Regions from separate parts of the Mus musculus genome. Here regions 1, 3 and 4 are each linked to region 2. Evidence: chromatin contacts called from public Hi-C and promoter capture Hi-C data. All regions are on one chromosome and are shown on one strand. Each heading gives the region's core, a stretch centred on a gene start, on an enhancer-like site or on the middle of the called end of the contact. The rest is flanking DNA. Distances are from core to core; before and after follow the strand shown. Region 1 overlaps Ap3d1 (adaptor-related protein complex 3, delta 1 subunit). Region 2 holds the start of Tmprss9 (transmembrane protease, serine 9). Region 3 holds the start of Mknk2 (MAP kinase-interacting serine/threonine kinase 2). Region 4 holds the start of Thop1 (thimet oligopeptidase 1).

What was found. Promoter capture Hi-C pulls out the DNA fragments that hold promoters and counts their contacts. A called contact is a pair of places that touch in the nucleus more often than the background predicts. Capture Hi-C pulls out chosen DNA fragments and counts their contacts.
Region 1: a contact with region 2 is called in a Hi-C map of muscle stem cells, with 2.1 times the contacts expected there. The contact joins the enhancer-like site here to the promoter of Tmprss9 in region 2. A contact is called at or near these places in 11 of 39 promoter capture datasets (the C10 cell line, the SN4741 cell line, cranial neural crest and 8 more), 1 of 15 datasets of contacts at CTCF or cohesin (large pre-B cells), 2 of 484 Hi-C or Micro-C datasets (bone marrow-derived macrophages and muscle stem cells), 7 of 115 datasets of contacts at active chromatin or transcription factors (bone marrow-derived macrophages, embryonic stem cells, fetal liver and 2 more) and 3 of 9 other capture datasets (adipose tissue, liver and pancreatic islet).
Region 3: a promoter capture Hi-C map of liver shows a contact between it and region 2, with 3 times the contacts expected there. The contact joins the promoter of Mknk2 here to the promoter of Tmprss9 in region 2. A contact is called at or near these places in 4 of 39 promoter capture datasets (the 3T3-L1 cell line, cranial neural crest, hippocampal neurons and 1 more), 1 of 115 datasets of contacts at active chromatin or transcription factors (embryonic stem cells) and 2 of 9 other capture datasets (adipose tissue and embryonic stem cells).
Region 4: a promoter capture Hi-C map of adipose tissue shows a contact between it and region 2, with 2.9 times the contacts expected there. The contact joins the promoter of Thop1 here to the promoter of Tmprss9 in region 2. A contact is called at or near these places in 7 of 39 promoter capture datasets (cranial neural crest, hippocampal neurons, liver and 3 more), 2 of 15 datasets of contacts at CTCF or cohesin (embryonic stem cells and large pre-B cells), 7 of 484 Hi-C or Micro-C datasets (the Ba/F3 cell line, bone marrow-derived macrophages, embryonic stem cells and 3 more), 3 of 115 datasets of contacts at active chromatin or transcription factors (bone marrow-derived macrophages, microglia and neural tube) and 5 of 9 other capture datasets (adipose tissue, embryonic stem cells, liver and 2 more).

What each region holds. Positions count from the first base shown.
Region 1 is chr10:80,724,286-80,728,077 of GRCm38.p6, forward strand. It overlaps Ap3d1 (adaptor-related protein complex 3, delta 1 subunit), which reads right to left. Exons shown (of 31, transcript NM_007460.2): 5 at 3,597-3,704; 6 at 2,769-2,898. Among named protein-coding and RNA genes, the nearest start is that of Ap3d1, 16 kb to the right of the region's middle. Within about 2 kb of position 2,091, at least 11 of the 459 cell types and tissues checked have an H3K27ac peak or open chromatin away from gene starts, as enhancers often do. A contact at or near this core is called in muscle stem cells, where this site is marked.
Region 2 is chr10:80,878,370-80,882,558 of GRCm38.p6, forward strand. It overlaps Tmprss9 (transmembrane protease, serine 9), which reads left to right and starts at 1,447. Exons shown (of 18, transcript NM_001081688.2): 1 at 1,447-1,594. The coding sequence starts at 1,447.
Region 3 is chr10:80,673,538-80,677,761 of GRCm38.p6, forward strand. Mknk2 (MAP kinase-interacting serine/threonine kinase 2) reads right to left here and starts at 2,756. Exons shown (of 14, transcript NM_021462.4): 1 at 2,544-2,756; 2 at 2,287-2,403. The coding sequence starts at 2,337.
Region 4 is chr10:81,068,039-81,071,981 of GRCm38.p6, forward strand. It overlaps Thop1 (thimet oligopeptidase 1), which reads left to right and starts at 2,045. Exons shown (of 13, transcript NM_022653.4): 1 at 2,045-2,240. The coding sequence starts at 2,225.

The sequences.
Region 1 (3,792 bases), core at 841-3,340, 150 kb before region 2:
AATGGCTGTGAGCCACCATGCGGGTGCTGAGAACTTAACCTAGGTCCTCTGCAAAAGCAGCCAGTGCTCTAACCACTGAGCTGTCTCCAGCTATACTTCTCCTGGGTACGGATGTGGGAAAGAGACTTCTCTATGGTATAGGCATCCTTAGGTTACCCATGTTCATACAAGCAACTCCAATGAACTCTCAGCCTCCTAAGGCAGACCTGAGTGGTGTACTCTGTGGGTTCTTCTTTCTTCTACCCTTCTCCACCCTCTTTCCACCCCTAACACTAAATAGGAGAAAAAAAAATGACAGAGGGAAAGGGGACATTATTTTTTGTTTACTTCCTCCTGATTAGAAACATGGTGTTTCTTGGGACAAGTTTGATATTCGCCATCAGGATATCTAATTTTTTTTCATCTTATTTCTTCTTTATAACAAACAGAGGCCAATACCAACCAACCAACAACCCACCCCTCCTCTCGGGCCCTGTGATGTATATGCTTAGCCCAGGGAGTGGCACTATTAGAAGATGTGACCCTTTTGGAATAGGTGTGTCACTGTGGGTGTGGGCTTTAAGACCCTCATCCTAGCTGCCTGGAAGCCAGTCAGATGAAGATGTAGGACTCTCAGCATCTCTTGTACCATGCCTACCTGGATGCTGCCATGTTCCTACCTTGATGATAATGGACTGAACCTGTGAACCTGTAAGCCAGCATCAATGAAATGTTGACCTTGTAAGACTTAACTTGGTCATAGTGTCTGTTCACAGCAGTAAAACCCTAAGACAGGGCCCTAGCATTTATATAACCTCTGAAAAGTCCCCAGAATTCCAAACATTAACCATCACAGAAACTATCTGCAGCTGGTAAAACCACGCTTCTGCTAGAGTAGGAGGCAAATCATAACCAGCTGCTACGAACAGTCCAGAAGCAGCCTCACATCCCACACCTGGGATTAAAACAAAACCATTCTTAGAGTATTTCTGTGCATGGTCACTACTGACTGGGATTGTTTCTTTGGTCTGTCACTGCTGCCCTGTGTGGGAGGGGACAGACTAGACATGGATGACATTTGTTTTCTCAAGGAAAGGTTCACTTAGCCCTGGGCTAATCCACCCTACTTCAGCACTCACATGCTCATAGAAGCCAGGTGGGCATTCTATCACCGAGCGCAGCCTCTGCTTTTCTACTTTTTACCTGTGGCAAGGCCTTTCAGTCGATAGCCCAGGCCATCCTAACAGTTCTTCTGCATTATTGTGCCAAACACCCGAGGTAGAGTGAGCCACCAGGACAACTGGAGCCCTGTCACTTTCCAGGCTGGAAACAGTTGAACTAGATGTCTAGCCCACTGAGGGGGAGTGCTCCCTGTAAGCCATGTACTCTGGACCTCATGTATTCCTCAAGAGGCCAGGAGGGACCTGGTTCCACAGACGGCCAGGTGGCAGCCAGCAGGCTGAGAAACGAGGACTCTTACTTTGAACACACCCAGCACCTACACAAACACTCATGTGCCCCATGAATTAAATGCAAGGTGCTTCCCTTGTACCCCAGTCTCATGGATCTGATGGCATGCTTTGCCCCCAGCCTATGCTGGACTGTATGGCTGCTGTAACATGTGGTCCCAGGCCACAGGACCTGCTCTACTGGGAAGTGTGCTCCTCTTAGCAGGCCTGGGTGTTTCTGTTTCTCAGGCCACTGTAGTCTCCCCTCCCCCAGCCTGAAACCTGCTTGCTCAGGGGTGGAGCTTCCCGCTCAATCGTTCTGCCATGCCCACTGCTGGAACCTGCCGCTTTGCTGTTTGGAGCCGTGCACATGGTCACCCTGCTATTGGACCCCAAGACTAATTGGCGGGAATCGGGTTCCCCTGCTTTATAATTGCGTGTAGAACAGTAAAATTGAGCTTTGATCAGAATGCCTGTCTTAGCTGCATTTCTTTATCTCGCCACCTAGCCCCTCTTCTCTTCCAGGTTTCCAAAATGCCTTTCCAGGCTAGAACCCATGTTGTGATCTGCTGGCCGGACACAACAGGCCACCATGACCACTCATCTCCTCCCAGTTCTCTGACTCACACAGCCTGAGAGTGGGTTTTGACCACAGACCACACAGTTGTGCTACAGTCCGTCTCAGGATGTTGCTTCCAGAACACCAGGCAGCACAAGCCCATGAGGGACACAGTCATCAGTTTACCTGTGTGTATCACAGAGGGAGGTGCTCATGTGCTCAAATCCTAAATGACCACAACTTTTTTTTGTTTTTGTTTTTGTTTTTTTTTTTGTTTTTGGAGTCAGGATTTCTCTGTGTAGCTCTGGCTGTCCTAGAACTAACTCTGCAGACCAGGCTGCCCTCGAACTCAGAAATCCAACTGGGATTAAAGGCGTGAGCCACCACCGTCCAGCTATGACCACAACTTTAATCAAAGGACATATGCTCAGGGCTTCTGGGCTGGCTGGATGTAAGGTCTACTGTACCCTCCTGCTCAGTCAACTCTGCAGAGGTGGGAGATGACAAGACTGACTGCTCACTTGCCACAGCTGCACAGCTCCCAGGGACCCCTGGGGCCCTACTGACTTCATAGTAAGCTGGCTGTGTTGGATCTGACTATCCACTCAGACAAGGAACCTGTGAGCCTTGGGGAGTCTCAACTAACTCTGTGTTTATGGCTTGTGACGGTCAGCCCATCACCAGCGCAGATCAGAGGGGATTTGCGACAGGGACCCATATCCATGTTCCCACCATCCCCCATCCTCCCAGGAGCTGGCTGGGCAGAGCTTCCTGTCACCAACCTGGGTCTGGGTCCTCCAGCTTCTCCTTAAGCCGGGGAAAGGCAGGACGCAGCGACTCTGGGTACTTGAGGAATACTTTGTACATGATCAGCACTGCCTTCTTCCTGATGTACGGCTTCGTGTGAGACATCTGTGGAGACAGAAGGGTAGCTGGTGACCCACTCACCTGGTCAGCACCTATGACTCTTCCACACCTCGCTCCCTCTTAAACCACCTAGAGCAGGCCCAGTCCCTGCCCTCTGTACCTGCCTGCCTTAAGAGGTGCTAGGCCCACAGGGAGATGCAGTCACTGTGAAAGCTGATCTGGTTATAATGTGTGGCCCTATTCACTCAAGCCTCCTCCAGGACAGCTTCTGCCTGGCACTAGTGGTGGTGGGGTTACCCTTTAGCCCATCAGGCTCCAGGGGGCTCTCCATGCAGATCCGATGAGCTCTCTAGTCCACAGGGCTGGCAACTATCTGGGAAGCCTCACAAGCTATGCATCTACTCGGTGGGCTGGGCAATCTGTCACAACAGCTGCAGTCACCACAAAGGGGTGGATGCGCATGGAGAGTCCCAGTGGAGCTCTGTTTACAATAGGTACCTGCTAGATCTGGATGGTGACAGTGGGCTCTGCCCTCTCATGGTATTCAACTTTTAGACCACCAGGCAGTATCCAGAGGACAAACCCAGGAGAAAGCAAGGCTGACTTTTGCTCTTTCCCAATTACCCCAGCTACACAGCAGCCACTCTGAGAGCCTTTCTGTCTCCTCAGAGCAAGGGCTCAATACTGGATTCTGGGCATCACTGGATGAAGGTAAACAGTGGTATAGGCACACAGAAACTCACCAGGGTCATGATGTCATTTGCCAGGTCTCTGGCAAGATCTGGGGTGACAAAACAGGACAGACCAGTCAGTGCCACTCCAGTGTCGTACTGGCTGGGGCTGCTCAGGTCCTGCAAGGGGACAATAGGAGGGTCAGTGGCAGTCCCTTGGGACTATCTGTATGTCTGTAACCCAGCACGAGGGAGCCTCTCACAGCTC
Region 2 (4,189 bases), core at 197-2,696:
CACTTCACTGAAGACAGGGCACCGACCTCAGACCACAGAACTGATCCTATAGACTGAGCTCAGGCAACCTGTGAGTTCACTGAGTGTGGGTGACTTAGAGGCAGTTTGGGGTTTCCTGATGCCTGACTTAGTCCCCTCTCCCTACCATTATGAATCATGGGAGTTTCAGGAAGTCTGTGAGTCTCAGGGAGCCTTCCCTCAGGAGGAAGTGCCTCCATTGAGAGGACACTGCTAGACAGCCCCTGTGTCACCAATGCACAGAAGTGCTGAACGTATGCCATGTTTACCCCCAACAAACCCTACTTACAGACCAAGTGTCAGGGTAGACTTGGTCTCCCAAAGCCAGGATCCTGGTCCCCTGTTGAGGATCAGAGCTGACCAGGAAGTAGTCTGTGTTCCATGGCCTGCATCTACCTCCTCCCCATTTTTGGCTACAATGTCTCACTTGGCAGTCCAGCCTTGCCTGGAACTCATAGAAATCCCCCTGCCTCAGCTTCCTGGATGCTGGGATGACAGGTGTGTGCTACCATGCTTGGTTCTGGTGAAGCAGTTCTTGGTAGCCTGGTCTCCCCAGCTCAGGTCTCCCGAGGTTCACAGAGTTGCATCAGCCCCTTTTCAGGGCTCTGTGTCTGTGGGCAAGGCAGCTCTGCAGTAATTACTGTGGGAAGGGCTGAATGGCATGGCATGCTTAGCACTCACTAAGAGCAAGTCCTCAGGGAAGGGATGAGCAAGGGGTGTGTGTGAGCACAGTAATGCGTGTGTGCTCGTGTGTGCATGCCTGTGTGCACACACACATGTGCATGTGTATATGTGTTATGCACACACATATCCACATGTGTGCATGCATGTGTGTATGTGCACGTATATGTATGTGTGCGCATGTGTGTATGCATATGTGTGCATGAATGTGTGTGGGTGTGTTTGCATGTGTGTGGTCGCCTGTGTGTGCATCTGTGTGTACATCTGTGTGTATGTGGACTGTCACGGAGGTCTCCCCTGCAGCCCGAGGCCGAGAGCTCACTGGTCAGAGCTGCAGCATGGCTCCTGTCTCTCACTTCAGTGATGATTTGGGGATATGGTTGCGTCTCACCCAGAATCTCTGTAGCTTAAGTGATGTCATAGTGGGGCCACTGACCTGTCCCCTCTGCTGTGCATGGCGGTCACAAGGGTCTGAGTGGCCATTTCAGGCAGATCAAGTCTCCTTAAGGATGGGACAAATTGGCTTGGCCTCAGCCTTGGGATACCAGGATTAGCAAAGGGTGCACTTGGGTCCACATGGGTGTCAGGGAATGCTGGGTGCATGCCTGTCACCCCTGCACTCTGGAAGTGGAGTCAGTTGATCAGGAGTCCAGGGCCAAGTGTGGCTGAATGTCAGATAAATCCTTTGTCCATTTTTTGTTCTTTTTCTCTTGCAGGTGTCTAGCTGGAGCTTACCTTTGCCGAGCCATGGAGCCCACTGCACCAGACTTACAACTTGTGCCAGAGGTGACAAAGGCTGTCTCTGTATCTGCTCCAGACCCTGGCCCTTGTCGAACGGCTGTCATCGCAGTGGTGGGCATCAGCATGGCCATCGTGACCCTGGGAGTCCTTTCAGGTAAGTGGCAGGAAGAAGGCCTGGGTCCTCGGATGCAAAAGGACATCCCAAGTGTCAAAGGGCTGACCTTCCAGCCAGATCCAGCAGTGGCAAGGACAGGCTCTGGGGTCCAAGAATATGCTGGGTATGCAGGAAGTGTTTGCAATGACAAGAAGGAGCGGGTGGGCGGGCAGTCCTGTGGTCGAATGGGGAGGGAACAGATATGTCAGTTTTGACAGCTTAAGGCAGCAGGAGGGTCAGGCAGGACTACAGGGGTGTGGCTTAGGAGAGGCTGGGCTCATGCCTGTTAGCATGGTGATACAGTGATAATGGGTACAAACTGGGGAACTTGTGTGGAAAAAATTTAATTGGCCAGGCAGTTGTGGCATACACCCTTTGATCTCTGTGAGTTTGAGGCCAACCTGGTCTACAGATAAAGTCTAGGACAGCCAGAGCTGCACAGAGAAACCCTGTATTGATAAAAGATAACAGAATACATTGATAATTGTCCTACAGTCCCCAACTGTACTAATATGTATTAAGCTTTTCTGGACGGGCTAGGTTACTGCAGTCTGATGTGGCTGAATGCTGCCCCCTAGTGGCTGTGCCTGTCACGTGCAGTAGCATTCTCATCTCCCCTCGTGCTCTACCCCTTTGAGGGTTTCCTGTCAGTCCAAGTGGCACACAAACCTTTGCGATCATTTTTGAGGGATTTTCCTGGTTTTTGAGAAAGAGAAGGGTCTGACGTAGCCCGTGCTAGCCTCAAACTCTCACTGCTAAGGATAACTTTAAACTCATGGTCTCTGTCTCATTCTCCGAAGTGCTGGGACTAGAGATGTGCACCACCATGCCACCACCCAGGGCCAATGCCTGCAGGGAGTGCTCTACCCACTGAGCGATACAGCCCATTGGGATGATCCCTCTACCCATGAATCCACAAATCCATCCCGACGGATGGCTAAGACTCAGCACCCACACACTATCCGTTTGCTTCTGTTGTGTTATTTTGTTTTTTGTTGTTGTTGTTGGTGGTGGTTTTATTGTTTTGTTTTGTTTTGTTTTTTGTTTTTTTGAGACAGTTTCTCTGTGTAGCTCTGACTGTCCTGAAACTTGCTCTGTAGATCAGGCTAGCCTCCAACTCAGAGATCTGTGTACCTCTGCCCCCTAGGGGCTGGGATTAAAGGCGTGTACCACCACTGTCTGGCAGATTTTGTTTTTTAAATTTTATTTCTGGGGCTAAGAGATGGCTCAGAGGGTAAGATCACTGCACTTTCAGAGGTCTTGAGTTCAATTCCTAGCCCCCACATGATGGCTCAAACCTTCTATAATGCAGGAAGAATGCTGTATTCATAATACATAAGTAAATCTTTTTTTATTACGTATTTTCCTCAATTACATTTCCAATGCTATCCCAAAAGTCTCCCACACCCTCCCCCCCACTCCTCTATCCAATAAATCTTTTTTTAAAAAAATTTATTTCTGTGTATGAGCTTTTTACTTGCATGTATGCCTGTGCGGCGCATGCATGCAGTACCCACGGCCGCCGGCAGAGGGTGCAAGGCACACTGGACCTGCTATTATAGGCGGTTGTGAGCTATATTGGTGCTGGAACCAAGTCAGGCTCCAAATGCCTGAACTGTCTCTCCACCCCCTAATTTACTTGCTAAGGGTAAAAGGCTCTCGTGTTGCTCTTTTTTTTTTTTTGGTTTTCCGAGACAGGGTTTCTCTGTGTAACCCTGGCTGTCGGGAACTCACTCTGTAGACCAGTTTGGCCTCGAACTCAGAAATCCGCCTGCCTCTGCCTCCCAAGTGTTGGGATTAAAGGCGTGCGCCATCACTGCCCGGCCGTGTTGGTCTTAAATACCCTGACACCACAGTGTCCGTGTGGCAGCTTCCTGAGTGGAGGAAACTGAAGAGTCAGAAACTCCCTTTAGGAGAAGTGGTGGCACAGGCAGGGCCAGCTGGGGCGGGACGGTTGTAAAATCCAAGTCACCACAGCCTACAGAGCAAACCTGCTTCAAAAGAATGAAAAGAAGAGAGGCTGGGAGATGGCTCAGCCCCCACACAGGGACTACCTCGCCAGACACCAGGGTCTCCATCCCCACACAAGAAAAAGCCAGGTGCAGTAATGGATGCTTGTCATCTCAGAGTCAAGGACACAGGGGCTCCTCAGGTTCCCTGGCTGGTCCTAGTGGAATTGGTGCTGAATTGGTGAGCCGCTGTGTTCAATGAGAGACCCTGGCTCAAACACATGATGGAGAGAGAGGGAGAGGGGCCGGGGTGGGGTGGGGAGTCGATTTGATGACCTGACGTTCACATGTGTCACAAACTGTCAAAGAAGGCATGCCAGCCTGGAATGTGGCCTCTGGATAAATTGTACAAAGGTTCTGGTGTCTGCCAGCTTACTCTGTCCTCTGCAGGAGTCACTGCCCCATCCTAGGAAGGAGGTTGGGACACTGTAAGACCTCCTGAGGGACTGTGACCTGTGATGTCACTGACTCAAGTCAAGGAAGCTGACTTTGGGGACAGCCCATGTCACTTTATACTGTCTCTGGGAGTCCTCAGGACAGCCTTCAGCAGAGACTCAATGCTGCTCCACCTGGGGAGTCAGGTCCT
Region 3 (4,224 bases), core at 1,506-4,005, 200 kb before region 2:
CCTGCACCACACAAGGTGGGGGATTGGTGAGCTACAGAAGGGGAGGTAAACCAGGTTTGAGACCAAAGGCTAGCCAGGGCACCTGCTCCATGACCACAGCCTGGTGACCTTCCTCTAAGTATACTGTCATGAGAGACAGGGAAGGGCTGTCCCCAGCTCTGGGAACCTTACAAGGGTGACAGGGGTCCAGTAGAACCTCTGACATTATAGTCACTGTCCCCCTAGCTGAAGACTGGGACACATGGGACAGCCAGAACCTAGCACAGGGATTGGCTGGCTGGAGCACACCTTTCAGGGAGATCCCCAAGCGCTAGCTTACAGTCTTCCAGCTTGCACATTAAAGACAGGAAAACAGGGCTGGGCTCTAGCTGAGTTCATAGAGCACCTGTCTGGCAGGCATGAGGCCCCAGACTCCATCACCAGTACCTCTTAAAACTCCAGAAAGAAAACCAGAAACCCAGGTAATAAAGCAGGCGGCCTGGCGGGTGTGTGTGCTATCTGACTAGCTGCAGACTGAGGCTACCTGAGCAGCAGTAGCCTGGCTTCCAGAAGCAGCCTCATAGGGTGGGGTCCCAGGAGGGAGTTGAGGTACCAGTCCCTGGCCACCTACAAGGCTGCCTAACAGCCAGCTCCCCACAGTCCCAGCTCAGTGCAGAGCCCCACAGTGGCCACGCAGAGGGCAGCTTGCAGTCCCAAGTGCTGTGTGGGCAGTCCAGTCTGGTCCAGCCAGCCTCCCCTGGGTCTGGCTGAGGGCCTTGAGTCAGCAGGCCTGGCAGGAGGCGGCTCGAACCATCTAGAAAGCCAGGGTTTGCTTTGGCAGCCTTGCTGACCCTCTAGGCTCAAGCAAAGCCCCAGGAGGGCAAAAAAAAAAAACCCACTGTAGGTGACATTCTTGGGTCCATCTCTCGTTCCTGCTCAGCCCCAAATCAAGCTGGCCAAGGATAACAGGCATTTGAGGCAGGGGTGGGGCAGTTGGCCAGGGGCACTGGCTGGACAGGCCTGGGAATTCTTCCCTATCTGCATGCCCCTCCCACAGGGGTGCAGGCACACACATACACACTCTTGCCTTCTCTACAGGGCAACAGGTCCCTGCCCCAGGAAGCCATTACATAATCCAGCCTTCTGGGTGGGGTGGGCAGGCTGACATCACTGCGTCCTTTAGGCCAGGCCCCAAGTAGGGGGCTCTGCCTAGCACCCTGCCCACCTTCACCACCCCCAGATATACTCATCTAAGGTAAGACTCAATCAGCCACCATTAATAACACTACAGAAACTTCCTGTTCTGATAAGAAATAACACTTTGGGCCTGGGGTGTCTTGAGGGAAGGTCTCCACAGGCCACCACCAAGTGTGGAGGTTGCAGTGGGGCAAAGCATACCCATGTGCCAAAGGGTTTCCCCAACAAGGCTTCATCCCCTCTGATCCCAACCAACCGCACAGGCCAGCTTGAGACTACAGTGGACAGATACAGGGTTTCCCTGGAACTATATACACAGAAGTAGGGGAGACGGGGCTGAGAGACTGCAAGGAACATCCAGCCACTGACCACAAGCCAACCTAGGGGAGCTCACAAAAGAGAGAGCTAGGACCTGCTGACGTGCTTTCATCCAGAACAAGGCCAACCTGGGGGACACAGAAAGTGTGGGATCACATACAGAAAGTGGGTGGGGAGCACAAGACTGAGATCAGGCTGATGGCGAGGGACATAGAGCCACCAATCAGTGGTGGGAGTGGGTCCTGAAAGAAAGAGCTACTAGGCAGCCGGGGACAGGTTGTAGCCTGCAACAAGCACACACTGCAGGAAACAAATGTAAAGTCCATCAGAGACCACATACAGAGGTAGGAAAGCCCGGGCTGAGAAACTGCTAGGGACACAGCCACAGATCACAGGGGAGCCTGGGGCAGTTCATGAAGAGTTAGTAGGCAGCTAGAAGCAAGGCTGCAGCTTACTGACTCTCCCAACCAGCACAAGACAGGCCTGGAAGTTGCAAGGAACAGAAACACTCGATTTGCCTAGGATCACACACAGAAACAGACGACTGTGATCGGGCTAACTGCAAGGGACACAGAGCCACCAATCACAAGCCTGGGGGTGGGGGTTGAGGGTCCTAGAAGAGAGAGCTACTAGGAGGATGGGGACAGGGCTGCGGCCTGCTGACCCCCACCACCTCCAGCACAAAAGTCCAATGCAAGCACCCCTCCCAAGCCCTGCACCAGCCTCCCGAGTAGGCTCTGCTTATCCGTCGCACCCGTCACTGCAATGGGACCCCCGGACAGGACCCCTCACCTTGAACGAACGGTGGAAGCCCTGAAGTTCGGCTGTTCTCTTCTGCACCATCTTCAGTCCGGGCCCCACCAGCGGGGGAGGGGACGCGGGGCCCGGGGGGCGGCTTGGGAGGCGACCCTGCGGGCGGAGGAGACAAAGGACCGAGGCTGAGAGAGGCGCTCGGCCGGGCGGAGGCGGCCGGGGCTCGGCGGAGCTCCCGCGCCTGACTCGGGCTTCCTTCCTCCCTCGGAGAATGTCGCCCTTGGCGCCGCGCTCACCGGGGTCGGACACCGGCCGGGGTCGCAGCGCCGTCACCTCACCTAGCACAGCCCGGACCCCGCTCCGAGGACTGCGCGGGGAACAGCGCCGCCACAGCCACCGCTGCTGCTGCCGCCGCCGCCGCCGCCGCCGTCGCCGCCGCCGCCGCCGCCACCGCCGCCACCACCGCCACCACGGACCCCTCCACTGGGCCGCTGCCGCCGAGAGGAGCCGCGCGCGCGGCCGGCGCGGCCACCTTTATAGGCGCGGTCCCGAAGTTACCCCGCCCCTCCGCACCAGTCTCCGCCTTTCTCAGGGAACAGAGGAGGCGGAGCTTCCAGGAGCGTCGAAGGCCGCAGCGAGAAGAGCACGCCGGGGAATGCAGAATACGGCTGCGCGCTCCCGTTTAAGGGGCGGAGCTTAGCGGGGAGCGGAGTGGAGCTGCGCAGCGACCGTGTTGGCGACTCCAAACACGGCTGCGCACTTCGAGCTGGCAGGGGGAAGGGGAGATTCCGAGGGAAGTGGGGCGCGAAGCTTCAAGCGCGCCTGCGCACTCCCACGGTGGGGGCGGAGCGTGAAAAGATACTCGACTGCAGCCGCGTGACCTGGCTGGGGGGTGGGAGAGGACTGTGTGGAGAGGCTGGTGACCAGCCTCCGGAGTCGCCTGCGCCTGCGCAGAAGGGTACTGAAGGCTTCAGTTTGGGCCGTGAGGCCGCCTTCTCCTGTGTCACAGTTGGCCCGCTGGCTTGCGCGCTGCAGGTTCTGCTCCCTGTCCTTGAGCCGGGTGCCGCGTTCAGCTGCCGAAGGAGGGCAAGCCAGCCCTAATTTTACTGAATACTGATGCCCTTGTCCTGTGCTCCAGCTCTGCAATCCGTGATGAACCCTTCTTGAACCTCTTGGGTCCTTTGCAGCCCTCGGTGGGGATAGCTGGGACAAGAAGGGGCTAGGATCCCCGATTCAGGTTCGGATACAGTCAGACCGCGTTGTGCCTGCTGCCTCGGCTGCTTCCGTGCACAAAGAGGTTGTTTTCCCTCTTCAGGGTAGTTTGTCTACAAGTTTTTACCACCACCCTCTACTGAGGCTGGAGCCTCATGAACCTCAAGCAGCTCTTTGTGTGTTTGTGTGCACTCACACAGGTCCTCGTCCGTGTGAGTGTGTGTGCCTTATGCATACAGGTGCCTGGAAAGTCAGAAGAGAGGTGAAATTACACGATGCCTGATGTGGGTGCTGGGCTGTACCCTGGGTTCTCTGTAAGAGTAACAGTTTGGCTTAACTTATGAGTCATCTGTCTGACTCCCGAGCCTCATTGTCGTCATTAGTGATTGCATTGGCAGAAATGTTTGTCTCTAATTCAGATTGTCATGCCTGTACAAGGTTCATTACCTGGACAGATTTGGGCAGGGGATAGAACTTCAGCTCAAGGCAGTCAGGGATCAATTCCTGGCAGACTCAAACAAGGGTCTCTACTCAGCTGTTAAAGGAGTTTGCCACCAATTATAGCCTGAGCCCATTCCTGGGACACATGTAAGAGAAATAGCTTCTACCTGTGGCTAGCTGTAGCATGTGTGTGTGTGTCCACGGGGGCCAGCATGTCTCTGTAGTTTGGGGCTACCTAGCCAGATCCTATCTCAGGCTAACAATTCAAATAAAACATGACACCCACATTCAAGCGTGGCCCACCTGGGTCAGCCGTTCACACTG
Region 4 (3,943 bases), core at 795-3,294, 190 kb after region 2:
AACTCACTTTGTAGACCAGGCTGGCCTCAAACTCAGAAATCTGCCTGCCTCTGCCTCCCAAGTGCTGGGATAAAAGGCATGCGTCACTACTGCCCGGCGTAGGGGGATTATCTTGATTATGTCAGTCAAATGAGCCAGGAAGGCCCTCAGTCTTGACTCTGGAGAGGCCATTTCCTGGGCAGATCCTAGACTGAGTAATTTCGAGCAGATTTCTGGACCTTGGACCAGGAGTGACTATTGCTTCTCCCTACAGGAACTGTACTTTGAGATGCGTGTTAAAATAAATGCTGTCTCTCCACTATCCTATGTTTTAAAAGTTGCTTATGTGCTTGTGTGCATACACTTAAATGTATGTGTGTGCACCATATGTACACAGCACCTGCTGTGGCCAGAAGAGGACATGGGGTCCCCTGGAGGTGTGAGCGGCCCTGTGGTGTGGGGATCTGAAGTCCAGTCTTCTGGACTTGTGCTATTACTGTCGATGTTTCTGCTCAGATGGAAGGGCACACGGAGACACGGAGCTCAGGAACCACGCAGGGAGCCCTCTCAGCAGAGGTGTTGCAGTTCCCAGGGGAGGATATCCCCGGCTGAGCTGAGGAGCTCAGGAGCCTTGTTTCCCCGCACCCCGCTCTCCCACCCCCCACCCTCTCTTCACCTCGCTTCTTCTTGGCTCTTCCGATGAGAAAGTCACACCAAGCAGAAAATCTCATGTAAGAGATTTATTGGTGGGTTCAGGGTGTGGAGAGATGAATCTTCCCTCTTCTCCTGGGAGTAAAACATTAGGGAATTAGACAAAGGGCGGGGCTTACATAGAATTTCTTAGGAGGCAGGGCTTTTCAGGGCAGAGATTTCCAGATTAACGATTGGTGGAATTTCAAGTCCTGAGCTTGAGGAGCTCAGGGATTGGTGGGTTTTCCTGTTCGGGGATTGGTGACTTTTTTCCCCCTCACCCTCTTTACCCTGCATCAGGCCCATGGGTTAGTGTGAAAGTCCTTCCAGGCCACAGCCAACTTTTGCTGAGGCGCCATCTCTGTGAGGCTGCTCAAGGAGGCTGGAGATGAGGTCCTATCACTGTGGGACAGTTCCTGTAGGACAGCTCCTGCAGGGGTGTTCTTGAGGGGCAACCTCTGTTGTGTTGGGAAAGGTGATACACTACTGTAGACAGTTCTTGTGACAGCTCCAGGCTGAGGAGATGTCATGGTGCCAACATTTTAACAGGAGCCGCCAACAGCTCCTAGGAGGCATCTTAACGTGCCACAGGCTGGTGCAGGAAGGAGGGGCCAGCCCTGGCTTTTGCAGTACACCGATTATCAACTACACTTGACCACAGAGCCATCTCTCATGTTTTTTCAGACAAGGTATATAGTCCAGGCTACTCCTGCAGGTTGCAGGTTGGGTCAGTTTTGTTTTACTTGGACTGAAATTGCAGGTATAAGTCAGCACACTCAGCTTACAAAAACAAAACAAACAAGCAAAAACCCGTGGCGGTTCTCACTTGCATTCCCAGAACCCAGGAAGCTGGGGCAGGAGGATTGCTACGAATTTGAGGCCTGTCAGCAAATTCAGACCAGCCTGGGCTACATGAAACTTTGTGTCAAAAAAAGGAAGGAAAGAAGGAAGAGAAGGTTGGAGGGAGGGAGAGAGAGAGAGAGAGAGAGAGAGGGAGGGAAGCCAGGCATGCTGGAGCACTCTGGTCATCTCAGAACTCAGAAGGTGGAGTCATGAGGAACTGGCTGAAGAACAAAAAGAAATGAATTGAACGAACAGACCAAGCACAAACGCACACAGCCTGTATAGAGTGAAATCCTCACAGAAAAGGCAAGGCAGAGAGGGTGTTAGGTTTCCATGGAAACAGCATCCTGGCGTTCCGAGGGTGCGTAAGGCTCCGCCTCACTCACCTATGACAGCCAATTGCGGGCTCCACTGTGTTCAGCGCATGCGCAAAATCGCACCACTGACAGGGCAAGCTCGGGATAATGTGGGCGGAACCGCGATGCACCGGCGCCAGACTGGTTGTTCCTGCGCATGCACACTCGCGTTGACCAGCTGCCTTCGCGCGCACGCGCCTTCCTAGCGTGCTCGGAGCTCGCGGGCGGCGGGCGCCTCAGTCTGAGAGCCACAGCAGAGGAACTGGCTCAGGTGAGGCGAGCTCCGAGGAGATCCGGACCGCACAGGCGTGAGGACCAGAGGAGGGCCGTCGCCGCCTCGCGCGCAGCCGACCGCCATGAAGCCCCCCGCAGGTACCGGTCGCCCCTCGCCCAGGCCCTCCCTTTCTCTCCTCCTTCGGGCAGATGGAACCTTTGGGATTCCCGACCCTGACCCCTTCGTCTGCAAAATGAATGAACTAACTTTCCCATGACTTCAACCTCTTGATAAACTGAATTTTAAAAGAATACTTTTCTCATGCTCCCTGCTATTCTAACTAGGGTAAGATGGACTGCCAACGGGGCGATGAGCAAAACCCACACATGGTGTAAAAGGCTCTAGTTCCTGGAAGGCTGCTGGAGACGGTGGCCTGGGAACCTCGGTGCCAGGACAGTGTGCTATCTAGCATCTAGAGAGGACCTAGTAATACTTCCAACTAGGTTCTTTTGTATTTTTAGGATTTGTTATTTTTAACTATTGTTTGTACGTCTGTGTGTGAGTACCTGCACATGTGTGTAGTATTCATGATGGCTAGAAAAATGTGGCCCATCCTCTGCTCCTGGAGTCAGTTACAGGTGGTTGAGAGCTAGCTGCCTTTCAGGGGTGCTGGGAACCAAACGCAGCAAGCACGCTTGATCACAGAGCTCCCTCTCCAGCCTCTTGAGTCAGCAACACAGGGGCTTAGGCTATGGTCACCCCACTTTGGCAGGGCTGGTTGGGAGACCCATCTTTCTCTTGCCAGGTCTGCTGTGTATGTGTGTGGGGCATCCCATATGGTGGAGCTACCAGGCAGGGATTCCCGTCAGTTGTAGACATGACTGTGACCCAAAAAGATGAAGACTTGTTTGGATTTTTTTTTAAACATTATTTAGTGTGCTTGTGGAGGTCAGAGGACAGCTTGCGGGAATCAGTTCTCTCCTTCCACCTAGTCAGTTGTGGGGATTGAACCTAGATCGTCTGCGTTGGCAGCAATCACCTCCAGCTGCTTAGTCATCTTGGGTCCCCTGGACTTGCTTAATCCAGAGAAGGAAACAGAGCCAGTGCCAGCCTCTCTTCCCAAGTGTGGGAGACCGAGACTAGGAGGATCCCACCTCCAGAAATTGCAAGGGTAGCCTGGACAATCTGGCAAGATCCTATCTTAACCCATGAACAGAGGACTAGGGAAACAGCCCAAAGGGCCCTGTGTGTGACCTTCCTGTATCTGAGAGCGGCCTTGGGGGGGGGGGGTGGCGTCTGGAGCTCACACCCATACATTTTCTCATGCCTGCAGATAATCCCCCCAGTCATGATCAGGATCATGGGAACAGGAATAATTGGAATTACTTGCACCTCAGGAACTTGAGGTGCCCTGAAATGGAGGCAGTAATCCAGATGTTTGCAGAAAGATGCTGCAATCCTAGTTCTCCAGATCTTTGCACTCTGTGTTCTCATGGCTGGCTCTGCCCCTACTTGTAATACAAAGCCCTTCGTTTCGCATGTGCGCGTGTCTGTGTGGGGAGGGGGTATCTTCCTCAGTGGCTGCCCATCCTCCTTATTTTTGCTTTTCTCTGTGTAGCCCTGGCTGTCCTGGAGCTCACTCTGCAGACCAGGCTGGCCTTGAACTCACAGAGATTCTCCTGCCTCTGCCTCCCAGTACTGGGGTTAAAGGTGTGCACCACCATCACCCAACCATGGCTTTTCATTTGAGACAGCATCCCGTGTACCCCAGGTTGGCCTCATACTTAATACGTGTGGCTGTGGGTGACCCTGAACTCTTTCTCCTCCTCCCCGCTCAGTTTCCTAAGTGCTAGGATGGTAG